2 separate regions of the Mus musculus genome follow, and region 1 is linked to region 2. The links are chromatin contacts, called in public Hi-C maps. All regions are on one chromosome and are shown on one strand. Each heading gives the region's core, a stretch centred on a gene start, on an enhancer-like site or on the middle of the called end of the contact. The rest is flanking DNA. Distances are from core to core; before and after follow the strand shown. Region 1 has its middle 130 kb from the start of 4930435F18Rik. Region 2 has its middle 190 kb from the start of Isl1.

What was found. A called contact is a pair of places that touch in the nucleus more often than the background predicts.
Region 1: a contact with region 2 is called in a Hi-C map of the N1E-115 cell line, with 3 times the contacts expected there. The contact joins two enhancer-like sites. A contact is called at or near these places in 2 of 484 Hi-C or Micro-C datasets (the N1E-115 cell line and embryonic stem cells), 6 of 115 datasets of contacts at active chromatin or transcription factors (embryonic forebrain, embryonic hindbrain, embryonic stem cells and 2 more) and 1 of 9 other capture datasets (embryonic tail).

What each region holds. Positions count from the first base shown.
Region 1 is chr13:116,709,332-116,713,494 of GRCm38.p6, forward strand. No RefSeq gene overlaps it. Among named protein-coding and RNA genes, the nearest start is that of 4930435F18Rik, 130 kb to the right of the region's middle. Within about 2 kb of position 2,335, at least 51 of the 459 cell types and tissues checked have an H3K27ac peak or open chromatin away from gene starts, as enhancers often do. A contact at or near this core is called in the N1E-115 cell line, where this site is marked.
Region 2 is chr13:116,495,013-116,499,600 of GRCm38.p6, forward strand. No RefSeq gene overlaps it. Among named protein-coding and RNA genes, the nearest start is that of Isl1, 190 kb to the left of the region's middle. Within about 2 kb of position 2,734, at least 17 of the 459 cell types and tissues checked have an H3K27ac peak or open chromatin away from gene starts, as enhancers often do. A contact at or near this core is called in the N1E-115 cell line, where this site is marked.

The DNA.
Region 1 (4,163 bases), core at 1,085-3,584, 210 kb after region 2:
GGTTCACTGTTTCACACCTCAGTCTGCCCCACAAGCTAGCAAGGTTTCCTGAGATTTTATTCTTTGCATAACTCCATTTCTAAATATGCAAAGACTCACAAAAATACCGGATGTGTAATGGGGGAAAAAAGAACCCGAACTTTTCCTCCAGAAAAGTGATGGAGGTGAGGGGTGGGTGTGTAACCTGTATGCTCTCGGGGGTGGGGGGTGGGGGGGTGGGGGGTGGGGGGGAAGAGGGTGTCTGGAAGGGGGGAGAGACTGGTGAATCTGGGCGGCCCTGGAGACCAGCAACCAGTCTTAGGGTCCAAGGTGGGAGGGGATCAGGCCAGAGTGGGCCTGCTCCGCCCCTTCGCTAGGCTTCTTGGCTGGGTGCTTCCAATAGCCTGTGTTGAGCTCTGCTGCTCCTGGGGCAACCACCTGGACTCCTCTGAAGAGCTGAAGGCCAATCTTCCAGTTTCCCAACCTACTCTTTTTCTGGAAAGAAAGGCTCCGAACTACCTCTGTCCAGGCAGGGATGTGTTGATACTGAGCTACTTTAAAAGAGAAGCGGTGCTTGGGATGGCAGAGTTCAAAGAGAAATTCCGGAACACCTAGACTACAAGCACATCACACCCAGCCCTGCCTGGGGTTTGAGACCCCAGATCTTGATAAAGGAACCTGGTCCCAGGCTGCCAACATGGTCCTAAGAAATGCACAAAGAAAACACTGCTTTAAAGTCGAAGAACCCGTTCCTCATACCCGATTTCAGAAACTCCTCTGTAAATGTTCCCCATAGCAACTGAAGAAATTTCCTAGATTTTTAATGTTTAGAAGACAAAACATAGTCTTCCTCTTTAATTATCTCCTCTCACATTGCTCCAGGCAAAAGGAAGAGGAAGGAAGAAGAAGATTTAGATTGGGGAGCGACCGAGGAGTATTCTTCTAAATCTTTTAAAGTGGCTTTATTATTTTATTTTATTTTATTTTTACCTTTGGGATTCTTTGTTATTTTAAGGTTCACTTGTAAGACTCTGGACTCCACTCTGAATAAAACATTTTTGTTTTGTTTTGTTTTAGCTTTCCAAGCTGACATAAGCGTTGGATCATCAGGTTTTCCTTTGTCTGCCATCGGTGTAAATAATAGCTTTGAGATTAGCTAATTAAGGGGCATTAATCACTGATAGAAAGGGAATAAATCAAAGCCTTGTTCTAAATTTCAAACTTGCCCGTGTAGATGTGCATAGCTGCTCTATCTGCAGCAGATAGGTGCTGTTTGAATTACTGGTCTTCAGAGTAAACCAAATCCACTTCACTTTTAAAAAATGAATATTGTATTTATACAGCCTGGCGGTGTCGTTACATTAAGCCCCCTCCCTTTCTTACTCCGTTTCATAAACACAGTGTAGACCACAGCTATTATGAGTTAAAAAGAGTCACATCCGTGGCTTTCCCCCTTAGTGCTATGCTTACCTTTTTGAGAATGGAGAGGTCAGCTGGAGAGGGGGAGAGAGAGAGAGAGAGAGAGAGAGAGAGAGAGAGAAGGAATAACCTAAAAGTATAAAGACAGAAGGATGATAATGTGTGTGGAGGCTTGAGGCGCGTTTTGAATCAGAAAACTGTTTCTGTAGAAGTTTTCAAGAGGAGTGACAGGTACAGTCCCTAGGCCACATTCTCTGAGCCCTTCTGCTTAATACCTTAGCACTCATTAGGTTCTGCTTTGTGAGAAAGGAAGCACTGAGGGCGGTGTGGGGTGTGTGTGTGTGTGTGTGTGTGTGTGTGTGTGTGTGTGTGTTGCTGGGTGGACTACGGCATTAGGGATGCACACTGAAGCTTGGGAGGCTCCATTCTCAGGTCTGCAAAGATTTGGGAGTTTGAGTCATTTCGTTACGGACCAGAGAGATTTTTTAAAAAATAAGTACAGCCATAAAACGGCGAGCGGGTCCTTGGAATAAACTGAAAATCTAAGTCCTCAGAGCCAGTCAACACAACACAGCAGATAGTACAGCACCAGACAGAGACCTGAACGCTCTTAGCTCCGTGTCTGTGCTCTGTGTGAGCGCCGCCCTCCTCGACCTTTGCGCATAAAAACTTGTGAGTTGGGGTTTCTCATATTCTCTTCCTCCGCCTCCTGTTAGGCCATGTCTCCTTTTAGCAGCGACTCCCAGCTGAGGACCCAAGTTCAGAATCTTCTCTATGTATAGGACCGAAAGTCAGAGTGGTGTCCCAAGGGCCAAACTGGAGATCTAACCTTCCTGGAAGGTCTCCCTTGGAAGATCCTCCCTCCCTCCCTCAGCCCTCCAGTCTGATGTTTGGAGAAAATCTCGCTTCCCAACCTCCGAATCTCATTACTCGGTGGGTTCTGTCCTTGACTGAACAAGCCTGGCTGCCAAGGGCAGGTGCCAGTTCGCTGGAGGCTAACCCTGTCTAACAGCCCCGGCTGTGCACCCCCCTCCCCCGCCCCTCTGCAGCTGCCCTTACTTCCCTTTTTTTAAATCTTTTAAAAACTCCAGAACCCTCATCATTTTTTTTAAAGGTCCTCAACGTACCGTGTTATTAAAAAAGAGGCTCTGGATCTGCAGGGGCGTTAGCAACCCAGGGGGCTAGGGGATAAGGGGACCGGGGCAGGCCCCGGGAAGAGGCATCTGGAAAGGAAGGGGGGACATTTGCATAAAGCTTTGTCTTGAACGGGCCGAGGGTTATAACGCTAATTACTCAAGATTAATGTGAAGATCGGTCTCCATTGCTCACTAAGATTTATTTAAACACCGAACTGCTGGAGGTCCAGGCTGTAAACCATCCCACCCGGCCTCGGGGCGGGACTTTCTCCTTGTGTGAAGTTTTTTTTATTTTATTGTATTTTTCCAAGTCCACCTGAGACAGAATGAGAGCTGAGGCGGGGTGAGAGGGAAAAGCCATTCTAGAGGATATTGTTCTCTAAAGTAACACCTCCGGGCCTCGGATGTATAAACAGACCAAGTGCATTTCCCAGTCTTTTCCCTTTGCAGACTTTCAAATGAAGGAAAAAAAAAAAAAAAAGCAACAAAACAAAACCTTTTAGCGTTGTTGGTACAGAGCGTAAAGGAGCAAACTTGGTGCTGGCGCGCCTCCTAGTGTCTTCAAAGGGAAGAGAAACCGTAAAGGCACGCTGCTCCACTAAGAAGGCATAGAGCCCTGAGCTGGCTCCTTCATAGGATTGCTGACAGTCATGGGGGCATGACTGTTTTATGCTGAGCATGCACACGCACATACATCCGCGGCTGCGCCCAGGATCACAGTCAGAACTTCCGGTATTCCAATTCAGACTATAAGATCGAAAGTCATCTTCTCTCAAAATATGTACCTCAAGGTAGGGAGAGTGGAGAGCCCGTAGTTAAAATTTTTCTGACTTTTCCAAAGTACTATCAGACTAGAGCCCAATTTTTAAAAAGACGTCGATTTAACACTTAATTTTTTAATGTATCTTATTTGATAGATATTATTTCCCTGTAGAAACCCTCAGGATTGCTATTTCTCTTTAGGTTCCTTGGAGATGTTGCAAAGATGATATTAATGTATGGAAAACTGAATTTTGCGCTTTAGTATCAGGCTGTGACTTGAAACAACTGGAGACTTCAGAGAATAATTTCCTGCTTTGCTGCTTCTTTCCTTGGGGGTAAATTATGTTGTGAGGAACTTCAACATCAATAAAACAACGACCTTAACACAAAGCTACTACTGAGAGAAGGGCTAGAAGAAGCAGTGGACTGTAAGCCAGAAAGCCATTGACTCCTTTTGGACAAATAGTTTTCCCAAAGGAGCCTTCGTTTTCTGTAAAGGGCATAATCCCAGTTAGCTTGCTAACACATCTTCTGCACTCAGAGAAAGTACAAACTCCAAACACACAAAGAACAAACATGGCTTTACTGAGAAGCCTGAAGATATTTTTATGAGGTGTTGAATTCATTTCCCGAAGAGACAAGTCATGCAACCCAGATTTTTGAACTTTGCTTTGAAGTGTGGATGATGTTTAAGGTTTTTACAATATCCTTAACAACATTTTTAAAAATGTTAGTTTTCATTGTCACTTAAAAAAATTCTCATCTGGAATATTTAGGCAAAAGAGAACCCTCTATAAATAAAGTGCTTTCCTTTTATGGTAATTTACACAAGGATTTGAGTCATAAAGGAGCTGGGGGAAAGATAGG
Region 2 (4,588 bases), core at 1,484-3,983:
TAAAAGCAAGCGTACTTGTTTCAAGAGAAGACAAGTTGTGAGTTATGTATATTACGTGAAATGTTAAATATATAATACATAATTTATTACAACTCTTACAATATATATAGAACAAATTTCAAGTTGCGTTTATACATCTTTGCTTGTTGGTCAACATTTTAGTACAAATTTTATCCTTCCAAGGAAACATTCATACACATTTATGGGAAAGGAAAGTATGCTTTGATACCAGAAGAGCAATGTTATTATTAGGAATTTCTACTGTATAAAATACTAACATGGTAGTAGTCCCTTCTTTGTTTATAGAACTTATAAGTGGGATATATATATATTGTTCTACATTGTGAGGAAAACAATAAAATGTTGGTGGGATAAGTAGGCAGTCTCATAAACTTTCCCAAGCATCATACAACATAGTGAAACAGGAAATATTAATGTACTTGGTGTGATTGTGAGCTAGATACTTTAAAGACCATATATTACTAAAAAAAGCAACATTACTTCCCCCCACCCCCCGCCACCAACCTGAAGCTCTTTCATGAAAACAGCAGCAGAAGCATCATCTATATCTGACATCTGTGCACACACACACCAGTGTCAGGCACGCCAGCCATAAGAGAATAAAAATAGGCTGGAGGTCTGGATGCATCATCTGGTACCTGTTATCGGTCAGCAAAGAGCCTGTGCTAAGTGGCTCCACAGATTGCACCAGGCAAGAAGCTCTCCCCAGGAGGAAAAGCCAAGGCAATATTGCTCCAAAGGGGCTGTAGAATTGTGGCTGTGGTCTCAGAAAGTGACTCTGATGATACCGATGACAATTAGGAGAGAGGGTTTAGAATGTGAATGGGGAGCAATTCAGCTGCTACACTCTCTGTGAGCAGACTGTTGCCTCAGGCAAAAGGACCCTGCTGTCCTTTGTTCAAACTGCTAGGACTGGTGGAAGGTAAACCCAGAAAGGGGGATTTGTATAATTCATCTTAACTTAAAAGTTCAAGTTAAAAACTTTGAATGAATTTAGATACCCATTTCTTGAGTGCAGGACTGATGCTTTAGGCCCATCTCACCAGGATAGTTTTAAATTTAAAGAAAATGCTTGAAGAGAAAAAGTTTGTATCTGCTTAGGGGAAGCCATCAGTCAGAGGAAGTACTGAACTACATTCTTTCACCACTGTGCCTTGGGAGTAATGTCCCACACTGAGTGGTCTCTTGTGCTGCTGCGGTTATCACTGCAGTGGTTGGACAGTTGTGTTTTACGGTCTCTGCATGTAGCATTCAGCTTTATAGTTCAGCATAAGCTAATCAATATATCGAGATCAACAATTTTAAAATTAAGTATTTCCATGAAATTCACCATTCTACATATTAAACAAAGTAATTCATTTTCATGGAAATATCAGTATTTTCTGAAAGGAATCCAGTGTTTAAATTTATAACATAAACTATCGTACCCACAGTTATCAAAACCCTTAAAAAAATTAAACTCTTGTATAGAAGGAATCTAGAATATGTGAAAAGATAATGCTACATTTTCAGGATGTTATTTTAAATGGAAAATATAAAGTAGTAGTAGTTGATTAAATGTTGGCATTTTGGTTTTAGGGAAAGAAGTATTGTGCCACTCAACAGTGGTTTTGTTTTTGTTTATATCAAGATTGTATTTTTAAAGATTGAATTCTGTAAAAGCACTATAAACATATATACCTCATGTGTTTTGAATAATTCTACTTTTAACCTCAGAATAAAACCACGAGCTCCACACCATAAGTAGTCTAAAGTTAGTTGTTTATGAGTTGAAGTCACAGTATATTTTCTAGGTATACATGGTTTTCAAAGTAAGAAATTATTTGATATACTCTCTTTGATACATGCAAAGAACACATTTGTCATATCCAGGAAACTTAAATAATTTATTTTCAAATATGATCCTACTTTTTATATCTCATGGTATGATCAAATTGGCAAATGGCCACTTTTTCAGTTGCTCAATATACAGTAGAACCCAATATCATGAAAAGAGGTAATGTAGGGAACACACTTTATTTCAAACTAATGGCAACATTATATCTTCTGAAGGCTTTATTCCATGAGCAGATGACCTCATACATAAAGTTATTTGTCATAATGCGATGGAAGGAGATGACTCTAAATAAAGCATATGTCAGATATAGAAATATTTTTAAATTATTTTTTACTCTGTGTTTATGGCTAATTATGTTGACAAAGGAAATACCAAGAACAAACTATCACCAAGAATCCTAGAAATCATACAAACTTGCACCTGAGAAGAATTTTCAATGGGGGAAGTAAAATCAGGCGAACCTCAATCATGGCTTATTAAATTACAGCTGGCCCAAAACTGTTTGATATTCAAGCAGCTAATTAGCAATGGAGATGTCTAATTCAAACTCTGGGCTTTGATCTCTGCTTCACCCAATATTTATTAGGTTTATTTTTTAAAAGAATGGAGAGGGAAAGTCTCTTGAAAGCTGGAGGAGACAGTCTGAACAGTAGTTTACTTATAATTTACAGACTTGTGGTACTTAATATATAATGCAATAATCTTCCTGGTGCCATTTGTCATTTGGATGCTGCCACAGATTATAGCTTAGGGCACTGCATCTGTGCCCAGATCTGGCAGGAAATGGCCTAAAATCTTGAACAGCTGAGCGTGATGCTTCAGTGTAGTTGGAAGATTCAACCTCTGCTCTGGAGGTCACTGCATGCTTCTGTCCTGACAGCCCAAATTGTTAAGCATGTGACTAATATGCATACAGAACACAGGCTGCCTGACGTCTGCTACAAGCTTGATGGCTGGTTAGCGGCTAGTCTTAATTTTATGTGACAATCCTATGTAGGAAGTGCTACGGGGGTGACTAAATGGAGCATATTGATGTCCCACTGGGTGTAGCCCCTGTTGTTTTGACAAATTCTCCTTAGCATTTATCAATCAGCCCTACAATGGGGAGTGTGCTGAATATCTAATTCAGACATGCTAGTCAGGGCTAATAGAGCAAGATAGCATGTTATTCAATTTGTACTTGTTAGCGATGTCCCACTGTCACTGGGCAATTTACCTTCACACTCCACAAATGAAAAGAGAAATTTGCTGGGCTTCAAACACTTACATGAGTTACAAGCAAAATTTTAATTAGCATGTCATTACAGCAATAATTTATTGCCTCTTTGTAGTTTTCCCCAAGCATACAGATAGCACTTTTCCTATGTTAGAAAGGGTACTCTCAGAGCTTATGAGGCAGGTATTAATAAGGAGAGCCAATGAGTCTTAATATAAAAAACATGTGGACATTTTCTGTTTAGAGTTTTACATTTTACATATGAGATAAAATTGCTATTTGAAACTTCTCCTTTTGAATATTCTTTCCACGATCTACCTACTGTGTTTTAATACTGTTTGATTTTCTTTTTAAACAGATGTTCTGTTGCTGCAATTTTTTCTAAATATTATACATGTGGGCAAGCTACAGAATGTTGAGTACCATAGCTAGAAGCACTCACAGAAGCATGGGCGCTTCTGTGGGTCTACTGTGAACACTTGTGAACACACGAGGTTTTCTGGATTGTAAGCAGAGCAGTGTCTACTGCTTTCTACCATTTGTTTTTGGGAAGTTGCCTGGAAATTACAAATTTAATAGCTGTCAAATAAAACACTAAGGAGGTAGAGTAAACGAAAGAACCTGATAGTCAATTGCTAGTGTGGCCACAATCCAGCATCCTTAGAGAATGTAATGAAGCCCTATATTGTTTAAGACACCTAGGAACAAGGAAAACTAGCATGGAAATCTAATCATGACACTTAGAATGGATTACCATAAAGAGGGATAAATACTCTGATCACAGTGTTGGAGAGTTTGAAGAGTGATAATTGTCAAAAACCTATCCTGTAAGAGGTACATTCTAATCACTTAAAACACTTGCCATGGTAGATCATAGCGAGTAACTAAATATTGATTCACATGTATGTGCCCAAATATGGAGCAAATATTTTTTATGTATTGATTTATAAAAGTCTGACCTTATAGAACTCCTTAATCATATACTAGCAAAATTATAGACGATGGCTTTAGGTCCACCTTGCATCACACTCAAGCAGTATAGAATCAATTCAGGCAGCCTGTGTCCTGGGTCGCATCTCTGCAAACCTAAAGTGTCCAGATAGTGTGTGATCCATGTTATTTTCTAACTGACATGGTGTGGAGTACCTTGCCAGAGCTCAATGGTAACTCTTGAAAGAATGAATAAGTCATTGGCCAGATATATGAGGCATAAGAACGAATCTGTGAGAGAACAAAGTTCCACTCTTGGTATTCTTTCTCTAGAAGGACAAAAAAATCCATCTCAACCTGCAAGAAATCATATCATTCTACATGCATCTATTATTTTTGGAATTGAAAAAATCATAGGACACAGAATTTTAGGTATAGTGTGCAATGTCTACATATTCATCTCACTACAATATTTACTAGTTATCTTCCTTCTCTTGTTTTTAGAGTAATTTTTTCTACACAATTAGTAAGCCACTTGAGTCATAGCTGTTAATCACATGACCACTACTAAATTAATTATAAAC